2 separate regions of the Mus musculus genome follow, and region 2 is linked to region 1. The links are chromatin contacts, called in public promoter capture Hi-C maps. All regions are on one chromosome and are shown on one strand. The core of a region is the stretch at or near the end of the contact, and the rest is flanking DNA. Distances in the headings are between cores, read along the strand shown.

Region 1 (7,480 bases), core at 1,714-4,213:
CTGGACACACACAAGCACACACACAGAGAGCTTAGCTTCTTGCTCCAGTCTGCTATGTGGATCCAAGTCAATGTGCCATGTCCTGGTGTCCTGGATGTTGACCTGTCTGCCTTGTGAGCTCCTCCAAAGCTTTCTTCCCAGCTAGGCCTTTTTCTGGGCCTCTCTTCGTCGCTACTTTGGTTACAACATTCCCATCCACCTTGTTCCCAAGCCAGACACCGGGAAGTTGCCTTCTTTTTCTCCTCTGACCCCCAAATTCCACATCTTGTGGGCTGTGCATCCGAGCTGTCTTTCCGGCCCGCCCCATCTCTCTGACTATACTGCACTCCTTTCCGGTCCCTTCCATCTTCTGCAATGGCCTCCACCTGGCCTCCTCGGTCTACCTTCTTCTAACTATCCTCCACTTTGGGACCTGAGCTAGACTTCTAATGGTGGCCCATGTGGCTGCATAGTCAACATCTCCATCCCTGTCCTTGCCTGCCTTTTGGATATCCTGCTGAACCTTCCCTCTAGGATGCACCCCCAGCCCCAGCCCAGCCCCTCTGGCAGAATAAGCTACCCTCCTCACTCGGATGCCCCTTTCTCAGTTCCCCCAGTCTGTAGCTGTTGGATATTTGTCTGTTTCAGATGCAAAGTCCGTCAACAATGCCTGTGCAGAATATTCCTGCACTTGCCCTTGTGTCTGGGGCACATGTGCATGGCAGTACCTCAGTACCTCAGTGCTGGCAGCTGCTTGCAAAGAGCTGCTTGAGTTCTTCCCACATCTTCCCCAGCACTTGATTTTATCAGACTTTTTATTTTTGCTGATCTACCTAGGATGTTGGTCATTGGAGTTTTCACGGATTCCTAACAAATCCCCTGCTTTCTGGTACATCTCCATTTGCCCTCCCCCGCCCCCCAATTGTACTGTCTGTCTGTCACACGCACTTGTCAGAGTTTTTAGCACACTCTGGGGATGAGGACTTCTCATTGTCTGAGTACATGGCACAGTCCCTTCCTTATGGACTGTTTATTTTTGTTTTGTTTTGGATTCTTTTGGCTTTTTTTTTTAAGAGCAAATTATCTGAATTTTACTGTATGCTCTTTCTGTGTCTTAAGAATTCCTTCTTGGGGCTGAAGGGATGGCTGATCAGATAAGAGCCCTTGCTGCATTCTGCTTGCTACTCCTGCAGAGGACCCTGGTTCAGTTCCCAGCACCCACATGGTGGCTTACAACCACCTGTAACTCTAGTTCCAGGGGCTCTAACGCCCTCTCCTGGCCTTCTCAGTGCATAAACAGACATACAAGCTATACATATTCATAATAAAACTAAAAAGACTAATATGTATGTGTGTATATACATATATATTTCTTCTATATCCCAAGGTCATGGACATCTTTGGGGGTCCTATAGATGTCCTATTGTTTTGCTTTTCATACTTAGGGACCCTGTCCCACATGTAATCTGCAGCACATGGTGACTCCCTATGTTTAATTTAAATCTCAACTGTCTTAGTCAGGGTTTCTATTCCTGGACAAAGCATTATGACCAAGAAGCAAGTTGGGGAGGAAAGGGTTTATTCGGCTTACATTTCCATACTGCTGTTGATCACCCAAGGATGCAGGACTGGAACTCAGGCAGGTCAGGAAGTAGGAGCTGGTGCAGAGGCCACGGAGGGATGTTCTTTACTGGCTTGCTTCTCCTGGCTTGCTCAGCCTGCTCTCTTATAGAACCCAAGACTACCAGCCCAGAGATGGTCCCACCCACAAGGGGCCTTTCCCCCTTGATCACTAATTGAGAAAATGCCTTACAGTTGGATCTCATGGAGGCATTTCCTCAACTGAAGCTCCTTTCTCTGTGATAACTCCAGCTGTGCCAAGTTGACACAAAACTAGCCAGTACATCAACTAAAGAGAGATCTTTGTATCCAGTGCGCCTCACATGGAGCCTGACACATAGTAGGCATTCAGCAAATGTTCTCACATGGAACCTGACACACAGTAGGCATTCAGCAAATGTCCTCCCATGGAGCCTGACACACAGGAGGCACTCAGCAAATGTCCTCACATGGAGCCTGACACACAGTAGGCATTCAGCAAATGCCCTCACATGGAGCCTGACATACAGTAGGCATTCAGCAAATGTCCTCACATGGAGCCTGACACACAGGAGGCACTCAGTGAATGTCCACTGTCTGGGATATAGAATCCAGACACAGATGCTTCCAACTGGAGAAGCACTCTCTTCTTGAACCTTCACCACTTTGAAACTTTGCCTCCTTTCAAAGGCCTGATAGTAGTGGCACAGGTGTATGAAGAACACTGGCTGTGAAGCACTAGGTTCAAGGTTTCTGTCTGTTTGGGTTTTGTTTTAATTGCTTATGGAGCTGGAGAGGTGGTTCCTCCTTGAAGGGTACTGACGGCTCATGGCTTCCAACTGTATGTAACTCCAGTTCAGGAGATCTTATGTCCCCTTGGTCACCAGACATGAACATGGTGTACAGACATACATGCAAGCAAAACATTCATACTCCTAAACTAAAAACAAATAAATCTTTTAGATGCTCTGATTGTATCTCTACAGTGGTGCAGTCTGTGCTTTTGTGACACTCATCAGCTGTCCTGGTGTCCCATCACCGGACAGAATCTACACACGCAGCCATCTGGACTTTTAAGGGGTTGGTTGATCGATTTCTATCATTTTTGAGACAGGGTCTCAAGCCCAGGCTGGCCTGGGGCTCTGCTTCAGGAGCTCTGCTGCTGGAGTCATCAGGACAATGTGTGCCACAGCTCAAATTCCAGCTTTGCCTTTTAGCCGTGCGACTTTGGGAGAGTCACTTTAGTGGATGGCTTTCAGCTTTCTCTTTTGTTATAAGGAATGGAGATGCTAACTTAGGCCCTTGTGAGGATGGATTGAGAGAGTAAACAGAGCAAGGGCAGGCAGGTGCTGGACACATGGCAGGTGTCCACAGCTTGTTTAGTGTGCAAATGACAGAATAGGAGCTGGCTGGGGGAGCGTTGCAATTAGGAGAGGCAGGGGGCAGGCAGGGGCTGTGTGCCTGGCTGCTGCGGGGCCCTCCTGGTCATAGTAACTGCTGTCAGCAAATGTTTCCCAGACAGGAATCCCCTTCAGGGCTCCCTTCCCCACCCTACTGCATTTGTTGACTCAAAACCTTCCCACTGCCAATTTAGCCTGCAGTAAGGAAGGGGGTGGGGGTGGGGAGAGGAGAGAGGTGTGGGAGGGGGTGGAACACCACAGAAAGGGGTCTTTGTCTGAGTGTTGTGTGGCATTTCAGACTCAGGAGTGTGTGTGTGTGTGTGTGTGTGTGTGTGTGTGTGTTTTAATCTCCTAAACAGTTGAGTGGGCCAGGCATGAAGTAAGGGGCACCTAGGCCACACAGCAGGACCTTCTAATGGGCTCTCTGTGTTGGGAGATATGACAATGAGCTGGGTTAGTGAGCTTAGCTTTTAGATCTATATTCTATAGGACCTCTGTCCTTGTAGAGGGCAGGGCCACCAATGCTCCTCTCTCCGCCGAGGCTAGAGTTTCCTATTAGGAAGCTCTTCTGCAGCCAATAGCCACTGGGCTTCAAAAGTGTGGGTCTCCCTCTGTGTGTTCTACCTTCAGGTCCCTGTCCTAGGCCTCCTGGTGGCTACTGTGGCTACCCTTGGGGCAACCCTGGATCCTGCAGGGTTAAGCTTTTGAGGGAGGCACCCATTTTACTCATTTAAGGCTGAAGTTCTGAAGGACATCTGTCTTGATAAAGCAATGATCTTTCTGCTTATCCCAGATTTCTCAAGTCACATCTGGGAGAGTTCTTGTTTTTCTAAAAGAATACTTAGTTATATAGGTACCCCCCCAACAGTTTCATGTAGGCCTCCCCCCACTCCTCGACAGTATCATTTAGGTGCCCCCAACAGTTTCAGTTTCACATGGGCCAGGCTGCCCTAGAACCCTTACATAGATGAAAATGACATTGAACTCCTGATTTTCTGGCCTCTACCTCTTGAGTACTGAGGTTATAGGTGCCTACCTGGCCTGGCAAGCATTCGTTTTTCTTAAAGGTACTTATGTAGAACTCTCTTTCAACATAATTTGACACTATCAGAAAAGATAGGGGAATACCACAGACATGAAGAAACACATCAACAGCAGACCTTGTAGCCTCCTTCCTACAAATGGAGCCTAGTGCCAGGCACAATAATGCCTGCTCACCATTTGACTTTGTCGTGCTTTTCTGAGGTAGGGTCTCAAGATGAATGGCCTGAAGCTGCCCATCCTTCTGCCTCCACTGTGGATGTCCTAGGAGCACAGGCACGTGCCACCATACCTGGTGTATGCAGTGTTGGGGGTCAAAATCAGGGCCTTGTGAGTGTGAGGTAAATACCCTCCCAGCTGTCAGTATGCCAGATTAAGGGTCCTATCAGGCAAGGGCTCAAGGGAGATTGAGAGTATGCCAATATAAGAACAAAGAGGAAATGAAAAGCAGCCCACACGAGGGCTGAGTCTGTGGAGGTTTCCCGGGTACTAGGGAACTCCTGTCTAGGTTCTGAATTTACTCAGGTAAAGAAGGAGCCAGTGCATTCCAGGGTGAGAGGCACAGAGGTTTTCAGGGTGAGGCAGTGGGGGAGTCGGGGTGTGTCACCTTCTGGGTGATACTTGGAGCACATCTTCAGAGCAAAGTGAACTGGGGAAGGTGGGGGCAGGGAAGACACGGGGGTTGTCTGAAGCTGGAAGAGAAAGATTCCAAGCAAGCTGAGTTAGAACACCAGGGGCTTCCTGAGGTAGAGCCCCCTCCCTCCCCTTCTAGCAGCTGGAGAAGGGAGAAAGCCCTGAGAACCAGGTTGCAAAAGAGGCCCAGGCATTAGTGGTTTCTGAGGCAAAAGCAAGCCCATCTCATCCAAGCATGGTTTCCGCTGCAAAGCAAGAGAAGAGTAGAAAACTGGCGTAGGACAGAGTCTGGTGGGCTCTCCTGAGACCCAGCTTCTGGGGAGGTTAAGTTCAAGGACTGCCTGGGCTATAGAATGAGTTCCAGGCTAGCCTGAATGAAGTCAAATCCTGTGTCAGAATAAAAGGTGTCAGGAGGACTGGGGACATAAGTCAGTGGTAGATCATTCATGGAACCCTTAGGTCAAGTCCTAGTACCTGACCCAAGGAGGAGGAAGGAATGGAGAGGGGTGGGGAGGGGAGGGAGAAAGAACACACCCACACTGGATAGGCGCAGGCACCAAATGCTTCAGACCAGCAAGTATTTCCATTGCAAATTCTCCCCCCCCCAACCCCCCCAAGCAGCTGTTCCCTGAGCACTAGAGGCAGAGCAGGAGGGGGGCGGGGAATAAATCCCATTTTCTGCTCCTGCAAAGTGGCTGCAGCCTCTTCCCGCCCCTCCTGCTGGACTGCCCACCACAGAGGAGGGATCAGCTGGCCTCTGGCTCCGGGAGGGTGCTAGGTGGGCAGAGACAAGAGTTGGAGAGGGGAAGTGTTCAGTGACAGGGCTAAGAATAACAGCTTCCATCAGGCCTCACACCCTCTCCCACTTGCCATAGCTCAAGTTGTTGGTGGATGCAGGAGACAGACAGATACAGGGTGTCTGCAAGACCAAAGCTGGTTTGGCGGCAGGAGCGGGGGCAGTCTGAAGTGGCTGAGGGAGGATGGAGTTGGACTGGTCCTCTTGTGACAGAGCAGTCTGTGAGTTTGTATGCACATACATGCCTTCGGTGTGTCAGAGACTGGGGGAGAAAAGCACACTGTGTTGTGCAGGAGGTTGGGGCCCAACATTCAGTCAATCAGGACATGTATGACAACAGGGGCCAGGGTGACAGGGGCAGACTTGGTGAGAGTGTTACTCTGGTGAGGACATGGTAGGTGAGGCAGGTTCTGAAGGACAACTAAGGAAGGACGCTGAGTGTGAAAATGAGTGTCTGAGTGTTGCACACAAGGCTTTACCTTCCATGCGTGTGCTAATATGCTTGAATGTGTCTGGGTCTGCTTGTGACCTTCTAAGTATTCACTTTTTTATTGTTATTATACTTTATTTATTATTTTGTATGTGTGTGGAGGTGCCACAGTGTCTGTGTGCATGCATTTATGTGTTTGTGCGTGTGCACATGTGTGTGTGTGTGTCTGTGTGCATTAGAGAACAGCTTGTGGCAGTCAGTTCCCGTCTACCATGTGCTTCTAGGAATTGAACTCAGGTCATCATGCTTAGTATCAAACGTCTTTACCCGCCAAGCCACCTCACCGTCCTGTCTCTGAGTAGTTGTGAATGGGTCTATGCATCTGGAGTGGGGTGGGGGGAGGTGTAAAAGAAATGTCGTCTATAAACAGGTAGAAATATGCATATGCATCTCTGTAAGTATGTGCACTGTATACCTGTATGACCGTGTGTGACCTTGTGATCATGTGTGAGAGATACAAGTATGAGATCAGGCCAGGAGACTATGGTAAGCTCGGCAGTTTTACCTGTCTCTAGCTCCAGCAAACAGGGCAAAGACTAGCAAGTTGCTATTTTCATTTGTTTCTTTGTTTTGTGATACTTTGTCTCAAATGTAGTCTGGGCTCAAATTGTAGTAATCCTCCTGCCTCAGCCTCCCAGGCCCTGGGATTACAACCATGTGCCACCAAGAGTAGCTCTGAAGAATTCATCGGTTTATTCTCAGTACTGAGGATAAGACAGGACCTCTCCCATGCTGGGATTCCACTACTGAGCTATGCACTTCCAGCTTTTTTTTCCTTCAAGTTTTTATTCTGATACTGTATCAGTAAACTGCCCAGCTTCTGGGTGTCAGAGTCATTAGGCTGCTTTGGTTTTGCAGTCCTCCCGTCTCAGCCTCAGAGTAGCGGGTTGATGGAGTAAGCTGTGGAGACCCACCAGGTTGCTCGATAGCTGTCTCCACGTTCCCAAGCAGAACAAAGGAACTCTCCGGAGGCGGCTGCTAGAGTGAGCCTCACCGGTCACCTCCCCTCCAGGAGATTGCTGGCTGTTCAGCCATGCCTTAGTTTCCAGAAAATGTGTGATGGGGCAAAGGGACACCCTCTTATTACAGTTATCACGATGCCACAGAAGGCCCTTAGAATACACTTTGATCTTTCTGTCAAGCTGGCGCTCTAGGAGGATGTAGCAACCTTGCCCTATCACAGCAGTTATATGAGAGGATGTTTTTCTCCTGGAATTTCCCCAGTCTGCACCCCCAGCCTTGACATCAGCGGCTAGCAGAGTCCACAGGGCCCTGGTACCCATCTATCTACAGCATCACCTACAGGAGTTCTTTAATGCAGGACTTTATGAGGCCAACTAAATGGTTCGTTGAGAATGACTAAACTCAACCTTGGAAGGAAAATTATAAACATTTTACTACTTAGCGAAAGCCAAGCATGATTGCATATGGAAACTATGGACACCGCTCAGAGGGATTTTAATATTAATTTCCAGTTTCCTCTTCACTAAGGAACTGATGAAAACCCAGGCGCTCTGTGCTGTTCAGGCTAGAATCAACATT
Region 2 (7,480 bases), core at 2,034-4,533, 150 kb before region 1:
GGGCTTTTTCAGAGCAACAGAAAATAACTAAGACACTGTCATATGCCAAAGAGCTTCTTCCCACCTGAATCCAAGAGATTTATTTATTTATTTTTTATTTTTTTGAGATTTTTATTTTTAATCTAAGAATGTTCTCTCAGCTTTTGTATAACATGACACAAACTACATGATCTCCTGAGGTTTTCTGGTTTTCCACATTTACTCAGCCTACTCATGAAAACAACAGGGATATATCATGTACCTCTTAGTCTAAAGGTACTCGATTATCTACAAAAGAGAAAGAAGAAAAAGTATGAGTCCCATCGCTGGGGTATCCCATTCCACCATGTTCCCTGTGAGTGCAGAACAGGAAATGGATACCTGCAGTCCTTTTGGCCAGTCCCAGTTCATGCGTGACCCATGTACAGGCAACTGACCTCACCTGTGCTAACAAACAGCACTCTGCTCCAACGTGGGTCAAAAGCCACCTGCACTGGGATTCTTTGTTTGTTTGTTTGTTTGTTTGAGATAAGGTTTCTCTGTATCTCTGGAACTCAAGGAATTCAGTCTGTAGACCAGGCTGGTCTCGAACTCACAGAAATCTGCCTCTGGCCTCTGGCCTCTGGCCTCAGCCTCTCATTCCCAAGTGCTGGGAATAAAGGCGAATGCCACCACCATCTGGCCTACACTGGGATTCTTAAGAGCACAAGTCCGTCTTCCTGGAATGCCTCAAAGGTACTTTTTGGGAAGCTTCCACCCATGTGACTTTAGTGGTGCCCCAGCCATGTGCCCATGAGCCTAGCCAAAAAAGTATGCATTGAACATCTGTCTCCAATCTGGCCTGAATCAAGGTCCTTCCCGGAACTTGTAAATACTGAATGAAGGCAAGAGTTTTCTCTCACCTCTAGGGTACGCCAGCTTGAAGGAGCTGCCAGGAACCTGTTTTTCACACTAAGTAATGGAACAGAATGAGATACAATCAGAGACAGAGATGGGACCAAGATGCCGGAGGTCCTTTGTAAGATGGAGAAAGGAACCCAGAATCATTTATTTATGTAATGATACCCAATCCCTTCCCAGGTGTGTAAACCAATAAATCTCTTTCGTTTTAAGTGCATTTGAACTGATTTCCTGACACTTGTTAACAGAAAAAGGCCTAACTTTAAAACATGTAATTATCACCAATGTTATCAGTGTAAGTCTAAGACAGAAATCCAAGAGAAACCTATGGTTGCTGACTTGATCAGAAGATGTACTTAGGATGGCCATCTATATACAGGAAGGTAGCCCAAATGGTAACTCATGAATGACCTCATGAATATACTGGGAATATGAAACCTATTAAACAAAAGTTTAACATATCTCATTTAAGTCCAAAAGGCCACACTGGCCGGTTGGCAATGGAATACGCCTTTAATCCTAGCACTCAGGAGGCAAAAACAAGTGGATCTCTGGGAATTCAAGGACAGCCTGGTGTACTGGACAACCAAGGCTACACAAAGAAACCTTGTCTCGAGGAGGGGAAAAAAGGCCTTACTGAATTGAGAAGACAGTTCAGTCAGCACACTGTCAGCCCTGCAAGCACAAAAGTATAGTGATTTGATGGCATCTGTCATTAAGTCCCCAGAACACACAAAAAAAGCCAGGCCAATTGCGGCCCACTTTTGTAATCCCAGCACTAGGGAGGTGGAGATAAGCAGACTCCTGGCCCTAGGGACAAAAAGAAGAGGACTTCACAAAGTTGTGCTCTTACTGCCACATGTGTGCCTCTCAAGGCTTAGTCAGTAAAGTGTTTGAGGCACAAATATGAGAACCTGAGTTTGATACCCCAAAGCCTACACTTACAAAGCTGAGCATGGTGGTAAGAGCCTGTAAACCTGGAAAGGAGGGAGAGATGGAGACATGGCCCCGAAGGCTTATTAGCTCATCTAGCTGAATCAGCAGGCTGTGCCTTGAGCAATAGGTCCTGTCTCAAAATAGAGGGGTGGGAGAGATGGCTCAGCGATTAAAAAGGTATACTGCTCTTATATAGGGCCAGAGTTTGGTTCCCAGCACCAACACGGGGTAGCTCACAACAGCTCGTAACTCCAGCTCTAGGGCCTTACTTCTCCTATCCCAATGGCTAAAATGTTTATGGACTAGTGGGGATAACACTAAGAGTCACTAAGAAACCCCCAAATTCTGGAAGACAGAATGCACTCAACGACTGCCAACAGTCCAATTACAAAAGAAACATATAAAGAAAAAAAAATCAGCACCTTATTCTGTTAGAGGTCTGTAAAGAATTTTCTCACATAACTCAGTCACTTCCCGCATACAAGGCTCAACAGTTCAAACAAAACTGCTCCATTTATCTTTATTGTGTATTCTACAGACCAGGTCAGCTAGTGCTAGAGGAGTCAATACTTTTCTGCTTAGATGTCAACGTGAGCAAACCCATGACTTAAACACATGTGGGTTCCCCCATCCTCAATCTATATTGGAAGCACTTCAAACACAGAAGTGTAACATAAACCCACACACAACGATGTGCAATTTTCTCCCAAACAGAGACACCTGGAACAGAGTTAGCGGCACTAGCCAACATCTGTGCTTACGTTACTTGGGCTTTTTGGGGGGGGTTAGGGGGTGGGGTGTCCAGTAGAGTGGGCAGTACAGTAACAAGCATTCTGGCAAATAGAGCCCCGCCTACTTATGAGAAGGCTCCAGCAGCTACTCCGGATAAGCCAGTACAATCCTTCCATTGAAACATGTCCACTTAGTACACCCAAACTCTGGATTGCCGCGTGCCTCTGTCCCCCGAGTGCCACACCTAGACAACAAGCCAAGGCACAGGGGTGCCCCCCACCTTGCGGCCCTCGGATTGGGGCACACCTGGCAGGAGGCGAGGAGGAAGCGGCAGCACGGGCTGCACGTCAGTCGGACCGGGTGAGAACCTCCACGCCGTGCGGCGGGCGTGGGAGGGACAGCACCCACCTCCCGGCCGCAGTCCGGGCGTGAGCGCGCCAGTCCGGTATCCCCGCAGGCGGCCGGACCCGGGTGGAAACTGCTAACCTAGTGCGAAGTCAGACTCCTGAGCCAGCCCGCGGTGGCCACAGGGTCTGCGGGAGCCACTGGGGCGCAGCTCCGTCTGCGCACCCCTGCCGCGCCGGCCCGCACCCGCCGCCCCGCCCCACCCGTTCGGAATACGTGTTACCTGAGCCGGCGTCTGCCTTGACGGGACCCCAGCACACGTGACCCCGCGGAGGCCAGCCCACGCACGCGCAGTCTCGGCAGCTGGCGGGCGCGCTTCCGCTCTCTTCCCCAGAGACGCCCTGCACTGGGCGGTGCGAGCCTCTGCGTCACGCCCTCCTTAAAGGGAGACTCTGTCCGGCCTCCAGGGACGCTCAAGGAGCCCTGGCATCTGAGCCGGAGGAGTCTAGCAAATAGAGGTCCTCAGATTAAAAGGAACGTCCCTTTCAATCAGCTCACCTGAACTTCCATAAACTCACCCCAAAACGAGGTGTCAAGGATCGTCCAGCCATCAGGCGCGCAGGAGCCTGAGGCAGAAGGAGCATATTGAGTTCAAACTAGTCTGGGATACCGACACAGACCTGTCTCAGATTCGACAAATAGATAAATGGATGGATGGATACACAGTGCAGGGTTAGGAGTGGATATGGAATTCGTTTCGTTGGATTTGGTAGTGTCCACTAATTCGTTTTCTTTTGAAAGGTGAACACAGAATTGCTGGGTTTTGGTGGGTAATTTTGGGGGGAAGGGGAAACATTGTTTTTGCAAATAAGGATGGATACTGAAAACTTCTTTTCCAAATTATCATTTTTAGTTGTCATTGTTCCATCAAAAAATAATAGAGTGGGTCACATTATTAAATAGAGAAGGCATCTTTTTTTTCCCTAATATGCTACTGGAAAAAGCTATTTCAGGATAGTTTGGCGTTTACAATTGCCACTATATGGTATCATTAACCCAAGGAGGCAGATAACATAGTTGTTGGACTTGTCTGTGAGGGAGAAATGAGGAGGGAGAGTGTGGGAAGATACCTCAGGAGGAGTTACATTGAGTATCAACCAGGCTCACTGTAGGTCTGTCCTGTAAGTACATTAGGACTGTCAGTAAAGGCCAGCTGATCACAGTGACATAAAGAAACTATAGGGCTGTCATTTTTAGGGTCACGGATGAAGGAAAATAATCAACACCTTAGCTAAAAAAAAGGGGGGGGAGCAGGGAGTGAGGAGACTTCTGTAGGCAGGAGCCAGAGAGACTGCCTAACTGAGGGAACAGTGGGATTAGTTACAAGCCAAGGTGAGTTTAGGGACAAGTTGCTAGCCTGATGTGGCTAGGGTACAGGCAGTGGCTTCCAAACATCTTTAATAATCACTCACAGAAACACATTTCAGCCATGACTCTGTGTGTGTGAGTGTGTGTGTATGAGACACACACACACAGAGAAAGAGAGAGAGAGAGAGAGAGAGAGAGAGAGAGAGAGAGAGAGAGAGAGAGAGACCCGTCTAAAGTAGGTTAGACAGAATGGTGACACCAGAACCCTGAGCCCTGAGTGACAGAGAATTGTTAAAGTTCTGGGAAGAACGGAATTCAGCTGACACATTGGGGAATGGGGCTATAGGACATGAAAAATGGGAAGATTGTTAATTGACATTTTCAAAATGTTTTACAGTCGTCACACACTTATTCTAGAGAACTTCAGAAAGCAAAGCCAAGTCTTGTGGGTGGATGTTGTAGAAGAGCAGATTTCAACTCGAGATACCTGAGAAATCCCTTCCCGTGACCGCCTCTCATATCCCTTGTTGACAACACGGAGCAGGCCACAGGCTTGCCTGAACAGTGCTACTTAACTAAAAATAGAAATAGTGTATGCTTGTTATAGAAAGCTTGGAAAACTCAGGAAATGTTTTAAAATAAAAACCCATACCCATAGCCCTCTTTTTGGCCTACTCAAATTAATTTTTTAATAGTTACATTGTATCATTCTTGGTTTGATTTGGAAGAGAGATAACAGTAAAACCTTTACTTTTTACTTAATGTATTTTCTAACTACTCCCACCAGTCCCTTTCCCAGATTCATGACTTCTTTTCTTTTTAGTTTTTCGAGACAGGGTTTCTCTGCATATCTCTGGCTGTCCTGGAACTCACTCTGTAGACCAGGCTGGCCTGGAACTCAGAAATCTGCCTGGCTCTGCCTCCCAAGTGCTAAGATTAAAGGCGTGCGCCACCACCCGGAATGACTTCTTAAAGATGTCGTAAATTTTATTTTATCCAGCAGAACAGTGGTGGCACAGGTCTTTAATCCATCCCGGCACTGGGGAGTCAGAGGCAGGTGGATCTCCATGAGTTCAAGGCCAGCCTGGTCTATCAAGTGAGTTCCAGGATAGCCAGGACTACAGAGAGAAACCCTGTGGCAAAAAAAAAAAAAAAAAAAAAAAAAAAATATTTTATCTATGTGGATGTTTACCTGCATCTATGTATGTCCACCATGTGCATGCCTGATGCCCTCAGAGGCCTGGAAGATGTTTGTGAACTACCATGTGGGTGCTGGGCTCAGAACCTGTGTCCCCTGCAAGTGCTTTTAACCGTGGAGCCATCTCTCCAGCCAGGGTTTTGTTTTTGTCTTGTATTGGTTTTGTTTTATTTTGAGACAGGGTCTCACTCTAACCCAGGCTGGCCTAGAACTGGGATTAAATGTAGGCCATTATGGCTGGAAAGTATTAATATTTAAGAAATCTGGAGCTTGCAAGACTGCTCCTAGTGACCTGAGCTTGAGCCCTGGCGCCCACATGGTAGAAAGAGTAGTCCTCTGACTCGCACATGTGCACTGAGCTGTGGCGTCCCGCACATATGCATCACATATACACAAATAACAAATGAAACTGTAAAAATCTGTATAAATAGTAGGAAATATGTTCTGTGGAGCTGGGGGGTTAGCATAGTGACACAATGCTTGACTGTGGTCCCCATCACTGAAAACCAAGGCCATACGTTTTATAAAGCAGTAGCTGCCATAAATATTGATTCTTCTGATGGATCTGTGCAAAGCAAATTGAAAACCGTCAAGAGAAGCTAGCTACTGTGGGTGCCGTTAAGAGCATTTGTGATTTATAAGAGGAGGTCAGAATACCAACTTGACCAGACATTTTGAAGTCAATGGGTGACATGGTCGCTTCAGAGATAAAATAATTACAGGTATTCTAGAGACAGCCTGAGAAGTGAAGTTTGAAGGTACAGCTTAATTGATTTCATCATAAAACCTCAACACATGAGGAACTGATTTCTGTGAATGGGGAAAACCCAGTTTCTTGAGGCAGAATCTACTTCTGGTGGGGATTCTGTGAACATAGTTGGATGAGAAAGAATCTGGAATATAAATGTAAGTGAAAAGTGGAGTGGAGAAAGAGGGCTCCAAATATGAAAGCATTTCTACAGTGGGTAAAATGTCATTGAAAAAGCACCCCATGCTAAGAGAACTCTCCCATTGATGAAGAGCCACTGACTTTAGGAAATTTCCACAGACACCCGAATGTTCAGCAACTACACCATGTTGTTTTTTGGGGTTTTTTTCTTTAAGATTTATTTATTATTATATCTAAGTACACTGTAGCTGTCCTCAGATGCACCAGAAGAGGGTGTCAGATCTTATTACGGATGGTTGTGAGCCACCATGTGGTTGCTGGGATTTGAACTCAGGACCTTCGGGAGAGCAGTTAGTGCTCTTAACTTCTGAGCCATCTCTCCAGCCCCACCCTGTTGTTTTTAAGACAAAATCCCAAATGCTCAATTTACCAAATGAAGACTCAAGAGCCAGACACTGTGGTGAGAGCCTGCTAGCTCAGAGAGGCAGAGAAAGCACCCAGCTGAACTTCCTACTTCACAGACATCCCAGAAGGAAAAATCTCCCTCCTTCTCTCCACACTGTCTTAAACACCCTTCAACCCAAAGGCCTCCTTCCTCTTTCCTGGGCCTTCTATGTTCGCTCTCTGTCAACTGGTTACTTGCTCTGCCTCTTGACCCTTGGTTGACTTTATTTAATCCTGTTTACAGAAAGCTCTTGGATTAAAGATATGTGCTTGGGTTGAGCCACACTACAACAAGAAATGGGTTTTTCCAGTTCACAATCTCGGAGTTCACGATGTGATCAAATATCCTGCAACAACACCCTGATGAATCAGCATTATTAACCTCGAGGCAAGACCCTCACCAGCAAAGATATTACCGTTCTCCATGATGGCTTGCTTTGTTGTTAGTACTTCTTAGCAATAAGGCATATCTAATTGATCTACGTACACTGTCTTTTTATGATGCCGTTGAATACTGACTATACTACAGAACAATGTAAATGTAACTTTTACACACACTTAGAAACCAGAAAGCTGTGACTCACTAGTTCAGTGCTTGCTTTACTGTGGTCTAGAACCAAAACCACAGTATCCCTACTGTGTGCCTGTACCATCATTTCTTTCATTGTTCCACTACTTGGACATTTGAG

Evidence for each region. Promoter capture Hi-C pulls out the DNA fragments that hold promoters and counts their contacts.
Region 2: a contact with region 1 is called in a promoter capture Hi-C map of the SN4741 cell line, with 2.1 times the contacts expected there. The contact joins the promoter of Vps8 here to the enhancer-like site in region 1. A contact is called at or near these places in 3 of 39 promoter capture datasets (the SN4741 cell line, cranial neural crest and stem cell-derived epiblast-like cells), 2 of 115 datasets of contacts at active chromatin or transcription factors (bone marrow-derived macrophages and pancreatic cancer cells) and 1 of 9 other capture datasets (adipose tissue).

The regions. Positions count from the first base shown.
Region 1 is chr16:21,269,919-21,277,398 of GRCm38.p6, reverse strand. The region is part of intron 3 of Gm16863 (predicted gene, 16863); the gene reads left to right. Among named protein-coding and RNA genes, the nearest start is that of Mir7680, 18 kb to the right of the region's middle. Within about 2 kb of position 2,963, at least 43 of the 459 cell types and tissues checked have an H3K27ac peak or open chromatin away from gene starts, as enhancers often do.
Region 2 is chr16:21,418,921-21,426,400 of GRCm38.p6, reverse strand. Vps8 (VPS8 CORVET complex subunit) reads right to left here and starts at 3,283. Exons shown (of 47, transcript NM_001285893.1): 1 at 3,176-3,283.